3 separate regions of the Mus musculus genome follow, and regions 1 and 2 are each linked to region 3. Evidence: chromatin contacts called from public promoter capture Hi-C data. All regions are on one chromosome and are shown on one strand. Each heading gives the region's core, a stretch centred on a gene start, on an enhancer-like site or on the middle of the called end of the contact. The rest is flanking DNA. Distances are from core to core; before and after follow the strand shown. Region 1 holds the start of Fbrs (fibrosin). Region 2 holds the start of Ccdc189 (coiled-coil domain containing 189). Region 3 holds the start of Doc2a (double C2, alpha).

Region 1 (4,222 bases), core at 1,293-3,792, 630 kb before region 3:
CTCCTACCACCCACATGGAGGCTCACAACTGTCCAGTTCCTGAGGATATGCAGGCATACATGCAGACAAAATACCCACACACAAAATTAAAAGCAAAACACAAACCAAACAAACCCTCAAATCAAACAAAACCAACCAACAACCAAAAAATAAAAACAAAACCAAAAAAAAAAAAAAAAAAGCCCAGGGTCATCAAGATAGCTCAACAGGTAAAAGCACTTGTGACGCCTGATGGCCTGAGTTCCACCCCATGTTAGAAGGAGAACTGACCCTTCAAAAACACATGGACACTGTGGCCTCACCTCTCAACCCAATACCTTTTTCTTCTCTCCCTTCCTCCTCAAAACTTAATTCTGGTTCAATATGCCCCATGTTCCCATTTAGGAAGGATGTCTATTGTTTGTGGGAGTTGTTCAAACTGCAGGCTGCTTGCTTAAACCCCCACAATAGTGCCCACCCAACAGCTCCTGGCCCCACTCACCCTCTCATCCAGATCACTTTCTGCGTCACACTGAGAAGATAAAGAGAAAGACATCAGGGGATAGGAGAGGGACCCAACAGGGAAGGGATGGGCCATTACAGGTAGGTGACACTTACTATATATCCAGCTTCCAGAGAGTGACGGGAGAAGGCCTGAGAAAGACCAGAGTCCAGAAGTAAGGGAGGCTGACTGACCAAGCAACTGTACAAAGCCACTACTCCCAGCAAGACCTTCAAGAGGACTTAAAAGCTACTCTCCATCATGCTCTTGTTTCTCTGTTTACTTCCACCTCCGCTACCAACCAGCTTACTATTTTCCTAATACTCTAGGTTCTCAAATCTTAAAACTGTATTCAAAACAACTTTTCCTCACTTCTTTCCTCAGCAAACTTCTGACTACACTGGGGCCCAAGACGTTCTAGGGGGCTTTCCCTAACCGCAACCCTCTGCCCATCCCCCAGACAGAATGAGTGGCTTCCTCATGTGGGTTTCTGTAGCACTTTGCCTAGATCTCTCCCAGATCACTGCCTTACACAGCTGCTCAAGCTAGTCTAGGTGCTTGCTTTTTGGCTGTTTCTTTCCCCTTAGGCTGCCACCAGCTAGAGGAAAGGACAGGACATCTCTTATTTATAATTCAGCTGTCTTTGATGTATCTCTTGAATTATCAGCTTGTTAGTAGTATACATAGCACAAGCAAAAGCAAGTGAGTTTGACTCTAGTTAGGTCCTTCAGACCTGGATTGGAGATGGGGCTGCTGTCCAATTTGTTCTGCCTTCCCCTGTGCTCCTAGACACTAGGATTACTGCTGGGATCGGCAGTTGTGATGCTCGTGGGAAGTCAGTCTACAGGAATGATATATTCCGACTGAACAAATTGGAAGGACTGGAATCTGGGACATGCTCACCTCTTTCCTTCTTCGCTTATTGGGCCATTTACGGGGCCTATCCCCAGAGGGTCGGCCAGGCTCACGGTCTGAGCTGTCCCCTGGTTCCCCAGTGGCCCCACTGGAGCCCCCCCTCTTCCGTTTCCCAGAATGCTTCAGCCGATGTTCCAGTCGTTCTGGGGGCTGAAGAGATGCATCCTTCTGTAGAAGAGGTGGTGGAAATGTGGTTGGAGAAAGAAAAGCTCCTTAACTCTCTAAGGGTGACCAAGTTACTCAAGTGCCTCTCAAGCAGGGGAACCTAGGTAGTCCCCAGACACTAGCTCTACCTCCTCCCACCCCAGGGTGGGGCAGAAACCCGGCAAGAGGAGCCGGTTGCTCTGGTTTGGGGTGTCACCACTGCCCCCTCAACCCCATCCTCTGTAAGGGCTATACCCTTCTCTCTGCCCTTCTGACCCACCTCCCAAAGACCCCCAAATCCCATTAGGGCACACCTGCAAGGCCTCAAGGCTGGCAAAGCTAGCGATGGCAAAACCATCGATCAGGTCTTCCTCCTCTTCCTCCTCCTCAGGCTCCTCCTCGGCTTCTCCGTCGTCTGCGCCCCCCTCTTCCTCCTCGTCCTCTTCCTCTCCGCGGCTGCCCGAACCGGCAGGCCGCTTCCGAGCTCGCGGTCTCGGGGGTCGAGGCCTGGGTCGGGGCCGCCGCCGTCGTAGGCCCCCAGGCCGCTCTCCAGATGAAGCTGACGACCAGGGACGGGCGGGCGGCGGCGGTGACGAGGAGGATGAAGAGCCTCGCGGGGCGGCCAACAAGGCCCGGGGCGCGTCACCGCCTGGACCTCGGCGGCGCCGCTGCTCCCGATCACGGTCTCGCCGCGAGCAGCGTCTCCGTCGCCGCTCCCCTTCAGCTGCCCAGCCCGGGCCTGGGGCCGCGGCCGTCTCCATGGTGACGGCCCTCAGCGCCGCATCCGGAGGCGGCGGGGCCCGAAGCGGCCTGTCCACAGGCCCCGGGTCGCGAGCGCGGCGCTGGCGCTTGCACAGGGACGGGAGAGCTCCGGCTTCCTCTTTAAAACAGGATCCGCTGGCCTCTGGCTTGCCCCAAGGCCAAGGCCCAGAGAGCCGGCGCCGCCCCCGGGGCGACAAGCCTGAAGGCCCCCCCTGTAGGGCTGGCGGGGCCGCGACGACTAAAACTGGGCGGCCGTCCCTTTAAGGCGAGGCCTCAAATTGTCCAGCCCCCGGCCCCTTTAAGACGACTCCACCGTGTCCGGCTGGTCTAGTGCGGTGGCGGCCCCGTGCCAGGGGTCGAGGCAAGTCTCCCAGAGGAAGAGGAAGGACCACCCCTTTAAAAGGGGCGGAAAGCACGACTTCCCCTTTAAAAGTGTCTCAAGTCCTCCGGCTGAAAGAGGCCACCCCTTTAAAGAGTCCAGAGGCCTTCAAACAGCGAGTCGTCCCTTTTTAGAGAGCGTAGCTAAGTTTCTAGCCCTTCACAGGCTGTCACTTCCCCTTTAAGATGAATTTAATGAACTTCTTGCGTGGGGCAGGAGGTAGGAAAACTCCACTTGCCCCAATTCTTCCAGCAGGAGTTGTTTGTCAGCTTCTGCTGTCCCCTTTAAGACTGGCGTTGGAGTCGGCCGAGTTCGGTACCCACCCCTTTAAGGAGATTTAACGAGGTCTCCGCCTCCCGTAGCCTTGAAAGGTGCAAGGGGGCGGAGCCTGCCGTCCAAAGTCCCGGATGTGAGGCAACGGTGACGGATAGAGCTTCTCTCTCTGTCCTCCGACATAAAAGACTCTTCCTCCTTTCCTCCGTTCCTAACCGGCTTGTAGCTAGAAGGATCCGGAAAGGCCACTGGACAGTGAGGAACTCCGCCGTATCCTCCTGTTGTCTTCTTCGGCGTCTACGGCTCTTCTCCACCAGAACTTCCCTGCCCCTCCTCCCTCTTCCTCCTCAGCCAACGCCTCCTTCCTCTCTCCGCCTCCTTCCCCCTCCCTCCGAGGCTCAGTCGTTTATAGGTTGGCAAGTAAACGTCAATGCAAAGGGCGGAGTCAAAGTCGCCGGAGTGCCGGACGTAACAGCCTTCAAATGTGGGATTGGGTTGTCAGGTTAGCCCCGCCCTCCCCAGGTCTTGTGACTGGACTGGTCCGAAGTAGGTGTTTGGAGCAGTTCCTTAGGCCACCCGCCTCTTCCTGCTCTCTGTTTATTGGCCATCTACTGAGAGACAGTGCGAGGCACTGGGAGGTGGTGCCTGGAGTGGTAGGCAGCAGGCCACTGGTAGGCGTTAGGCTGTCCTAGGTGCGCTTTTCTGGTGTGTAGTGGCTGCCTTTTTGCCTGTTGGTATTTCGCGCAAGCGCATGGCGCTAATGCCTTCTGCCCGTCTTTGGGCGGATCTGTCTACCGTGGCGTCTCAGAAAACCCAAGCACGATCCGCGAGAGTCAGAGGTGGGGCGGAGACCAAGCTCCCAGTGGCCGTCCCTTCCTGTGCTCAACAATAATAAACACTTTGCACTCCAGTGCGAAGTACTCTCTCACATTAATTCACTTGGTAATGAGTTCCGAGGTAAATATTTGCTCTCCGATCCATTTTACCAAAGGTATCTGTATACAAACTGCCAGGATTCTAGCTCCAGAGTGAAGGTCCTGGCCACTGTGCCACCAACTGCAGCACTTAGGTTGTACCACTCTGATCTGATTGTTTAATGTATCATTAGTGTGTGGGCATGATGTATGTGAGGGTGCGAGTGCCATTAGATGTATGTTGAGACGAGAGGACAACTTTGTAGAGTCTTCAACATGTTCATGGGTTTTGGGGATCAAACTCTGGTTACTAAGCTTATGTATGTACCAAGCGCTTTTTCAGTGGAGCCATCT
Region 2 (4,212 bases), core at 1,373-3,872, 740 kb before region 3:
TCCCGGAGTCCCTGGATAACCAAGGAAGAACTAGTTGATCCTGGAGTCCCTGGATAACCAAGGAAGAACTAGTTGATCCTGGAGTTTCTGTGCTCAGTGTTATGCACCAGCTATCTCACCAACTGCTTATGACAAACTCAGACTAAGCTAGCTCACAGAGGGACCATTCAGCCAAGAAAATGGACACTAGGGAGGAGAATTAAGGGCAGGAGGAAAAAACCCCTTGCCTCAAAAAGCCTGGGCACTTGCCTCTCAGTGTAGTGGGACAATAGCTACCCCTGAGGTTGGTGCAAAGTTCCAGAGAGCCCTCCTGCTGAAGGGCTGTGACCCTGCCAGCATCAACAGCTCCTCCAGCCGTCTCTCTAGAGCCCCACTTCAGGAACTAAAGCTGAAATCCCCGTCTGAACTAAGTTGTCCCAACAAGAACAAGGCTGACATTTACTGGGGACTCTGAACAACGCAGGCCAGGGTGGATTTCTCAGGGTAGGGTCCACAGAACTAACCCCGGCTGTATACTCGCTGACAGAGTTCTTCCACCTGCCGTTGCAGGCGGTCCGAGGCCTCGACCACCCGAGACACGGCAGCCTTGGAGAATTCCATCCGACCCTGCAGCTGCAGCTCCACTTCCTCACAGCTGCTGGCGCCCAGTGCCACCACAAAAGCCAAGGCCGGCTCACTGAGAGGGGCTCGAAACTGCACTGGCAGCGGTTCTGGAAGGGACAGAGAATCCTCATCAGAATGAAAGGCCACAGCAGGGACCATCAACCTCTACCAAGTCCCAGAATAAGCTGCTTGGTATTCCATGGCTGCCGGGTGGTGGTGGCGCACACCTTTAATCCCAGCACACTCTGAGTTTGAGGCCAGCCTAGTCTACAGAGTGAGTTCCAAGTCAGCCAACATTACACAGAGAAACCCTGTCTTGAAAAACCAAAATAAATGAATTAATTGATAAACAGAAAGACTTCTGCTTCTACTTTTCAGAAGGCTGGGATTATGAAAATCCAATTAGATTCTAAAACTTTGTTCATTCCATTAAAAAAGAATATTAAAAAAACCAAAAAAAAAAAAAAAAACAAAAAACCCATGTTTTTAAGACAGAGTCTCACGATGGGCGTGGTGGCACACGCCTTTAATCCCAGCACTCGGGAGGCAGAGGCAGGCAAATTTCTGAGTTTGAAGCCAGCCTGGTCTACAAAGTGAGTTCCAGGACAGCAACTTCTGCTTCCCAAGTGCCGGGCATTTCGGTAGCCCCACATCAAAGTCACCTCCTCCTCAAAACCTTTCTGAGAACATAAGCTCCCCAGGGCCCTGGTCCTACCCCTCAGATCTGATGTCCCTGGGTCTGGTCGAGGGATCACATCACGGGTCAGGCCCTCTTGGCACCCAGGCACCTCTGTCCCTGAAGACAGTTCCCTCTGGTTCTCGTAGCACTGGAGGAGGGCTTCTACAGTTTCATCCAGCTGAAAGAAGAAAGAACAAGAGGTTAGGAATGCCTCAGGGCTTCTCCCAGTAGGACGCTCGCTCTTCAGGCATCCACCTGGGCCCAGTAGCGGTTGACGATGAGGAGTGTGGCATCATCAGTGGCCTGCCTCTTCTCCAATTTCTCAATTCTCTCCCGGAGCTCATCCTCGCAGGCTTGCCGCTGCTCCAACCGCTCCGCCAGCTTCTTGTTCTTGAACTGCAGTACCTTGGAATCCATCTCCTCCTACCAGAAGGGAAGAGGCAGAGTGTCGGGCAGGACCCTGAACCATCACTGACACACAATAGGACAAGGATTAGACTGAAAGGGGAGAGGTATATAGCAAGGCTCAGACACTTGCAAAGAGAATATGCTAGTCATGAGAGCTTCACATTCCGTTCCTGCCCCTACCTGTTTCCAACTCAGACACATCACACAGGACTTACGGGAACATATGTGCGCATAAGTAAAAGGCCAGAAGGGACTCCGTAAAGTTGTTCTCTGATCACATTCACGCCGTTGGCACACCCACCCTCACCACCCGGTTTGTGTATATACACACGAGCACACACAAGATTCCAAACACTTTGGGCGCAGGCCAAATGTGACTTTCGCAAAAGCCCACCAACCGTGGAAGAAATGCCGCCGAGACGAATGGGTTCGATTAGAGTGGTCGTGGTCTTCTCCTCGCGGTTCATCTTCTTCTCTGGGGGTCCTGAGCCCCCGTCGCCGGCGGCGCGCTTGTTGCTGAGGCCAGACATAGCGGCGGTGGCGGAGGGGCAACTCAGGGCTCTCCGGGGCTGGCAGGCGGGTGGAGGCGGCACTTCCGTCACCTGCAGAAAACAGAGAGCTGAGCTGTGGATGCGTCTGGAGCTCCGCAGTCCTGAGCGTCCCCCTGGACATATCTCCCGGACCCCGCCCCCGCCGGACGGGGGTCCGCACTTACCGTAGGGTCAGCCAAGCGCCACCATCTTGGATTTCACCGGACGTCACCGGCCGCCAGACGCACAGCGCAGGCGTCAGAGCCGCTCCGGATGTGGCGAAACTTATTTCCTGTTTCTATTGGTAGCTCTTGGTTCCTCCTCTCGAGTCTTTTAGTCCCACCCCTCCAACCCCGCGACGGACTGTATTTCTCTTAATGATTGGCCAGCAGGCGGTTCCCATAGTTACTGACCCCGCAGTTGCACTAGGAGATGGAGGGGTGGAGCCTTTGCTGCTGTTCGGGGTACTCGGTACACGACCCCTTGTAACTCCAGATCCAGAGGATCCGTCATCCTCTCCTGGCCTCCGCGGAGCCCTCCCGAACATCCTGTACATATGTGCGCACACGCACGCACAAACACAATCTTTTAAAGATTTAAATTAAATCTTTAAAAAGACCGACCCTCAAAAGCACCCTTACAAGCAACTTCTAAGAGGCACGTGCAACTCGTTACGCATGCGCTCTATCTTTTCAATGATTGGCGTGGGCTTGTACTTTCTACTTTCCTTAACAACGGTCACCGGGGAGACAAGTTGGGAAGACGCCCTCTGCGGATTGGCTGCCTCTCGCTTCACCGCCTCTGAAGAAACACTAGAAGGGGCAGGACCGGGCTTTGCAGTGGGAGAGCTGGCTGTCCCAGAGCCCAGGCTGGAGAGCCCTTGACTGAGGCTAAGAAGGACGAAGAGATGATTACCCCCAGTTCCAGCCAGAGCCTGGGAATGAAGGTGCAGATGGAGTCGGAACAATCTCCCAAATTGCAGGAGGAACTGGACAGGAGTCCCAGCTCGGTGGACGGCTCGGCCATAAGGAACGGAACAGACATGCAGACCGAGTCGCCCGCAGAAGCCACTAGTAGCCCTGTGGAAGTGGCTGAAGATCCTGGAGCCAACTTGTTCCCGGTGAGGGCGGGACAGAGTTGTCCTCTAGTGAATACTTAGGTTTCCCAAAAAAGGTGCCGCCAGTCATTACGTTTATCAACATTAGGGAATTTCCTGGAGTTGCTTTGATTGTAAATAGGCTGCTAAATAGTATTTCGAGCCCACCGAAGCCCGGTTTTACCTATTTTGCTATAGTTAAAATTATAGCACACTCAGACCTGCTAGAAATTCATGAGGTACTAGGGACTAGGGGATACATACTGTCGTATCTATTTGTCCCATAATCTGTCTTCTCTCCGCAGCCACCACTACCCCAGCCCCGGATCTGTATGTGGTGAGTGTGGAGAGCCCAGGGGAAAAGTTACACTTCTCATTTGTATTACTCCTGTAAGGTGTCCTCAACAGTCCTGTCCAGCCAGGGCTCTCCAGTTTTACAAAGATGAGACTGAGAAGTGCTCAAGGTAACGAGTCACCAGCGTGCCAGGTGCCTCAGTGTAAAGTGGCGGTGTGAGAAGGGAGGCAAAGGCAGGAATGTACACAGCTGCAATGATGGAGCACTGTGCACACCGATGCCAAGGCCCAGGGGACTTCATCAAGGTCACACAGAGCAAGACAAGGACTCAAAGTTGTTTTTTGGGGGGTTTTCAAGACATTGTTTCTCCTTGTAGCTTTGGCTATCCTGAAACTCACTCTGTAGACCAGGCTGGCCTCAAACTCAAGAGATCCGCCTGCCTCTGCCTCACAGTGCTGGGTACAGTGAGTGTACCACCACTACCTGGCACAACTCTTTTCTAATCAGTGGGTTTATAAATAAAAAAAAAATCTGCTAAATCTACAGACTGGATTCTAGACCATGATGTTCCCCGTTGACAGTGAAATGATTTGCTAAAGGT
Region 3 (4,061 bases), core at 96-2,595:
TCTCTCCCACAAGCTCACTGAGCCCCCAGACTCACTGGTATCATCCGAGTCGTAGCTGTCTACCTCAGCTCCATCGTCGGGTGTAGTGGCCCCAAGGAGAGCCGCAGGGGGGGCCAGAGCCAGAGGGGCCAGATGAGCTGGGGCTTCCCCGCAGCCCGTGCCACCGCCGCCGCCGCCACCCTCTGGTCCTGGCCCCCTGCGAGGGAAGTAGTCGGAGATCTGGCGGATGGGCCTGATGGGTCCAGGGCACACGTTGATGGCCATGTGCTCCTGGATGTTGATGGTCATGCGATCGCCCCTGCGGCCCCTCATGCAGCACCTCTGACTGGGAGACGGGTGTAGAGCTGGAGTGGCCGGCTGGGGTCTGTAGGAACCTCACTGCCCTCCCTTCCTGGGTGTCGAGGGAAAAGATGATCTGCGCTGGCTGGTGGGCAGGCAGGAGGCCTGGCTTCACAAAGGGCTGGGTGGGTTGCCAGATCAGTCCTAAAGCAGACAGGTCGTGACTCCCCCTTAACCCTGCTCACTACCTGCACATTGTCCCTCTGTCACCTTTCCAGGGTTTTCCTCTCATCCTGGGCTCTCCCTCTGTCCCCATCCCCTCAAGTCCTCCAGGGACCCCACAGCTTCCCTCCTTTGCTGCTTGCTCTGAAGCTCTGGCCATCTTCTGCACCAGGCGCGGGGCTGGCCAGGGTGTCACCCACCCCTCTAGGCTTCTCTTCACTCAGCCCAAGCTTCTGCCTGCCTGCCTGCCTGCCTGCCTATCCCTAACCCGGGTCATCCGTTCTCCCAAGGTAGGGACCCCCTGCCTCGTTTTCTCCGCCTCTCACCCTCACCCGCGCTCCCCTGGCCAGTCCAGCCCCCGCACCTGTCCCTGAGCCTCCAACAGGTGCCCGGCACGGGCGGCCCGTGGGCGCAGGCTGGGCGGCGGCGGCGACTGCGGCGCGGCGGGCGAGGACCGAGCGAGAAGCGGCGCGGGGCGGGAGTGGCGGGAGCTGCTGCGGGCGGCCGGGAGGGGCGCGGGGCGCAGAGGGCCAGACACGGGCCCCAGAACGCACGCGAGTGCACACTCGACACGTGTGCTCGTGCTCACGCCCGCCCGTGAGCCTTGGGCCAGCTCACACGCGTGCACACTCACCCGAGAACTTGGCGTGCACCTCCGCGAGAGGCGCCCGGTGTTCCCCAGCTCCTCCCGGGAGACCCAGGCCCCCGCCCCGCCGCGCAGCCCTGGCGCCTCCCGCTGCCCCGCCTCTCGCCTTCGCTGGCTCCCAGGGCTCCAGGGCCCGACCACCCGGCCTGGTTGCCATAGCGACGCTGGTTTCCACTCACACCCCCATCCTAGAAAGCACCAGAGGGGAAAGGAAAGGGCAGCTGTCCTACCCCTGGGTGTCCGTGGGTGTGGCTTAGAGATCCGCAGTGACCTAGGGACCCGCCGGCGAAAGAGGAGAGACCTGCTCCTGCCGCTCTGGGGAACCACATTCGGAAGAAGACTGGCTTTCCCATCCCTCCTTCCATCTTGTGATTCAACTCAGCCCTTAGAACCTAGGTCTCTTTATCAGACCCACATCTCCCACCACCCTCTGTCATCTCCAGTTCTGTCCCTCGAACCTTCAGTTACCACGAACTGCCTCCTGCCTCTCGCCACTAGCCTTCTGTCTTGTTTTTTAAATATCTTAATGGGCATTAGCCAGATGGGAAGCTTGGGTTGGCCTTGAACTCCTGACTCTCCTACCTCACTGGGATTACAGGCTGTGTGCTAACAGGAGGCTTCAACCCTAACCTTTGATTTTCTTGCGTCCTGAACTTACCTCCTGGAAAGACCAAATCCTCAGAGAGGCCCTTCAAGCCAAGAATCCCCTGGCCACAGCTGGCAAGTAACCTTCAGTTTCAGAGCATTGCCGCCACCTCTAGGATCCTTTGCTCCTGAAAACTGCCTTCCGGGTCATTACAGTCACCTGATCCTAGCAGTCTTCTGGAGTGCACACACACACACTCACACACACACACACACACACACACACACACACACACACTTATATCTCTCTATATTCCTCTATCCATAACCCTTAGACTCAGCTCTGATGACAGTTTAAATCTCCCTGTTTACAGCCGGGGAGTTGCGGCAGAGAACAGGGGCTGATTCATCTCGGACCGGCCTGACACTAAGTCAGCCTCACTAAATATTGGGACTCAACAGAGAAATTCTTCTGCCCAACATGTGACTATGCTTAATACTGACTAACTGTACACTTGAACATTGTCCAGGCCTGCGGCCCCTGGTACAGTGTATGATCCCTAACACCAAATAAAAAAGATAACATGGGCTGGGCATAGTGGCACACAATTTTAATCCCAGAACTCGGGAGGCAGAAGCAGGCGGATCTCTGAGTTCGATACCAGCCTGGTCTACAGAGTGAGTTCCAGAACAGCCAGGGCTACACAGAGAAACTGTCTCTGGAAAAAAAAAAGAAAGAAAGAAAAAGAAAAGATAACATGGTAGTCGTTACATGTAAATTTTACATGTTTGTATTTTAAAACTTTTTTAAAAGAATACTATAAAGTCACATTATATAACACAATACCAGTCACCTATGAAATGGGCAAAATTCAAGTCTCAGCACTCTTAACTTACTAATTAAATGAGTTAATGGCACTGCTGGTGCAACTGGTCTGACACTGGATCACAAATACACATGCTCTTTGGAACTCCAGCTCCGACCTTATCCTAGCAATATACCCAGCAATATACACAATAATAGTTCAAGATTCTTACCTACAACTTTTTTTTTTTTTGAGATAGGGTATCTCAGTATAGTCCTGGTTGTTCTGGAACTCACCGTGCTTTTAGACCAGGCTGACCTCGAACTCAGATCCACCTGTCTCTGCCTCCCGAGTCCTAGTATTAAAGCCATGCACCACCACCAACTGGCTTACCTACAACTGCTAAAAAGAAAACAAATGAAATGTTCATGAATGGGAGGCTGGTTAAATCAGCTATGACATAATTTCCCATATCAAAATAGTATATAGCCATGAAAAATGAGGCTTCTGAGATACACACACACACAGTTGTCTTCATCTTCTCTCTTTCGCTTAAACCAAGATGCAGAGTGCATAGCAGCCCATGGGAATGCTGCTGTTTGAATGAGGGGAAGACCTCACACATGTTTAATTGTTCATGTATTATTTCCAGAAGACTGCACAAGAAAATGGTAACTATGGTGACCGCTAAAGAGTGAGGTTGCTGTGGAACAGGGAAGGGCAAGCATAGGAAAGATTTGGCCTCCAACATACAACTTTCTGTATGGTTTTTCCTTTGAGATGGGGCCTCACTATGTAACCCTGGCTGGCCTGGAACTCACTGTGTAAACCAGGCTGCCATCAGAGATCTGTGTGCCTCTGACCGTAGGTACTGGGAATAAAGGTGTGAGCCATCGCATCCGCATGCTTCTGAATTGTGCCATGTGTCTGTACCCCTTCCAAAGAGCACACTCAAATCACAAACATTTGAGGGTGTGAGGTGACTCAGATGGTAATGGCACTCGACACACAAACCTGAGTTTGCTTCTAGGACATAACATGGTAGAAGGAAGGAGCGAATTCCTACAAGTTGTCTTCTGGCTTCTACATGTGGGACATGGGAAACACTTACACAAATCAATAAATATTGAAAAGGATTACAGTCATCTTTGTGTGTAAGACCAGACTCGGCCTTGTGTCGACAAAGTATGCATCCTTCATAGCTCTCCAGGGTCATGAAGGAAGAAGCCACGCCTGCTGGCCCATGCCTGCAATCCCAGTACCTGGGAGGTGTAGACAGAAAGTTTGTCCATGAGTTCCAGGCCACGGTCTATGTAGTACGTTCCAGACTAGCTAGCACTACAGAGCAAAGGTGCAGTTGGCCTGGACACAGGGACCAAAGGAAAGTGGTTGTGTGATTAATGAATCCTCCAATGCTGTCTTCTCACTATGGACATCTTGGACTCATCCCAGCATGCCTTGCAAAGCCTCCCCCAAAGGCAGGAGTTCAAGGAAGTGGCAGACCGTGATGAGCCTTACCAGTT

What was found. Promoter capture Hi-C pulls out the DNA fragments that hold promoters and counts their contacts. Capture Hi-C pulls out chosen DNA fragments and counts their contacts.
Region 1: a contact with region 3 is called in a promoter capture Hi-C map of hippocampal neurons, with 2.5 times the contacts expected there. The contact joins the promoter of Fbrs here to the promoter of Doc2a in region 3. A contact is called at or near these places in 1 of 39 promoter capture datasets (hippocampal neurons), 6 of 115 datasets of contacts at active chromatin or transcription factors (bone marrow-derived dendritic cells, double positive thymocytes, embryonic stem cells and 3 more) and 1 of 9 other capture datasets (pancreatic islet).
Region 2: a contact with region 3 is called in a promoter capture Hi-C map of adipose tissue. The contact joins the promoter of Ccdc189 here to the promoter of Doc2a in region 3. A contact is called at or near these places in 2 of 39 promoter capture datasets (liver and pre-B cells), 4 of 115 datasets of contacts at active chromatin or transcription factors (large pre-B cells, microglia, pro-B cells and 1 more) and 2 of 9 other capture datasets (adipose tissue and liver).

What each region holds. Positions count from the first base shown.
Region 1 is chr7:127,477,278-127,481,499 of GRCm38.p6, reverse strand. It overlaps Fbrs (fibrosin), which reads right to left and starts at 2,542. Exons shown (of 18, transcript NM_010183.2): 1 at 1,855-2,542; 2 at 1,385-1,564; 3 at 598-633; 4 at 482-511. The coding sequence starts at 2,301.
Region 2 is chr7:127,587,005-127,591,216 of GRCm38.p6, reverse strand. Ccdc189 (coiled-coil domain containing 189) reads left to right here and starts at 2,622. Exons shown (of 9, transcript NM_001033040.3): 1 at 2,622-3,340; 2 at 3,622-3,653. The coding sequence starts at 3,128. It overlaps Rnf40 (ring finger protein 40), which reads right to left and starts at 2,519. Exons shown (of 20, transcript NM_172281.2): 1 at 2,406-2,519; 2 at 2,089-2,292; 3 at 1,538-1,705; 4 at 1,319-1,460; 5 at 504-710. The coding sequence starts at 2,220.
Region 3 is chr7:126,844,837-126,848,897 of GRCm38.p6, reverse strand. It overlaps Doc2a (double C2, alpha), which reads right to left and starts at 1,345. Exons shown (of 11, transcript NM_010069.1): 1 at 866-1,345; 2 at 36-483. The coding sequence starts at 312.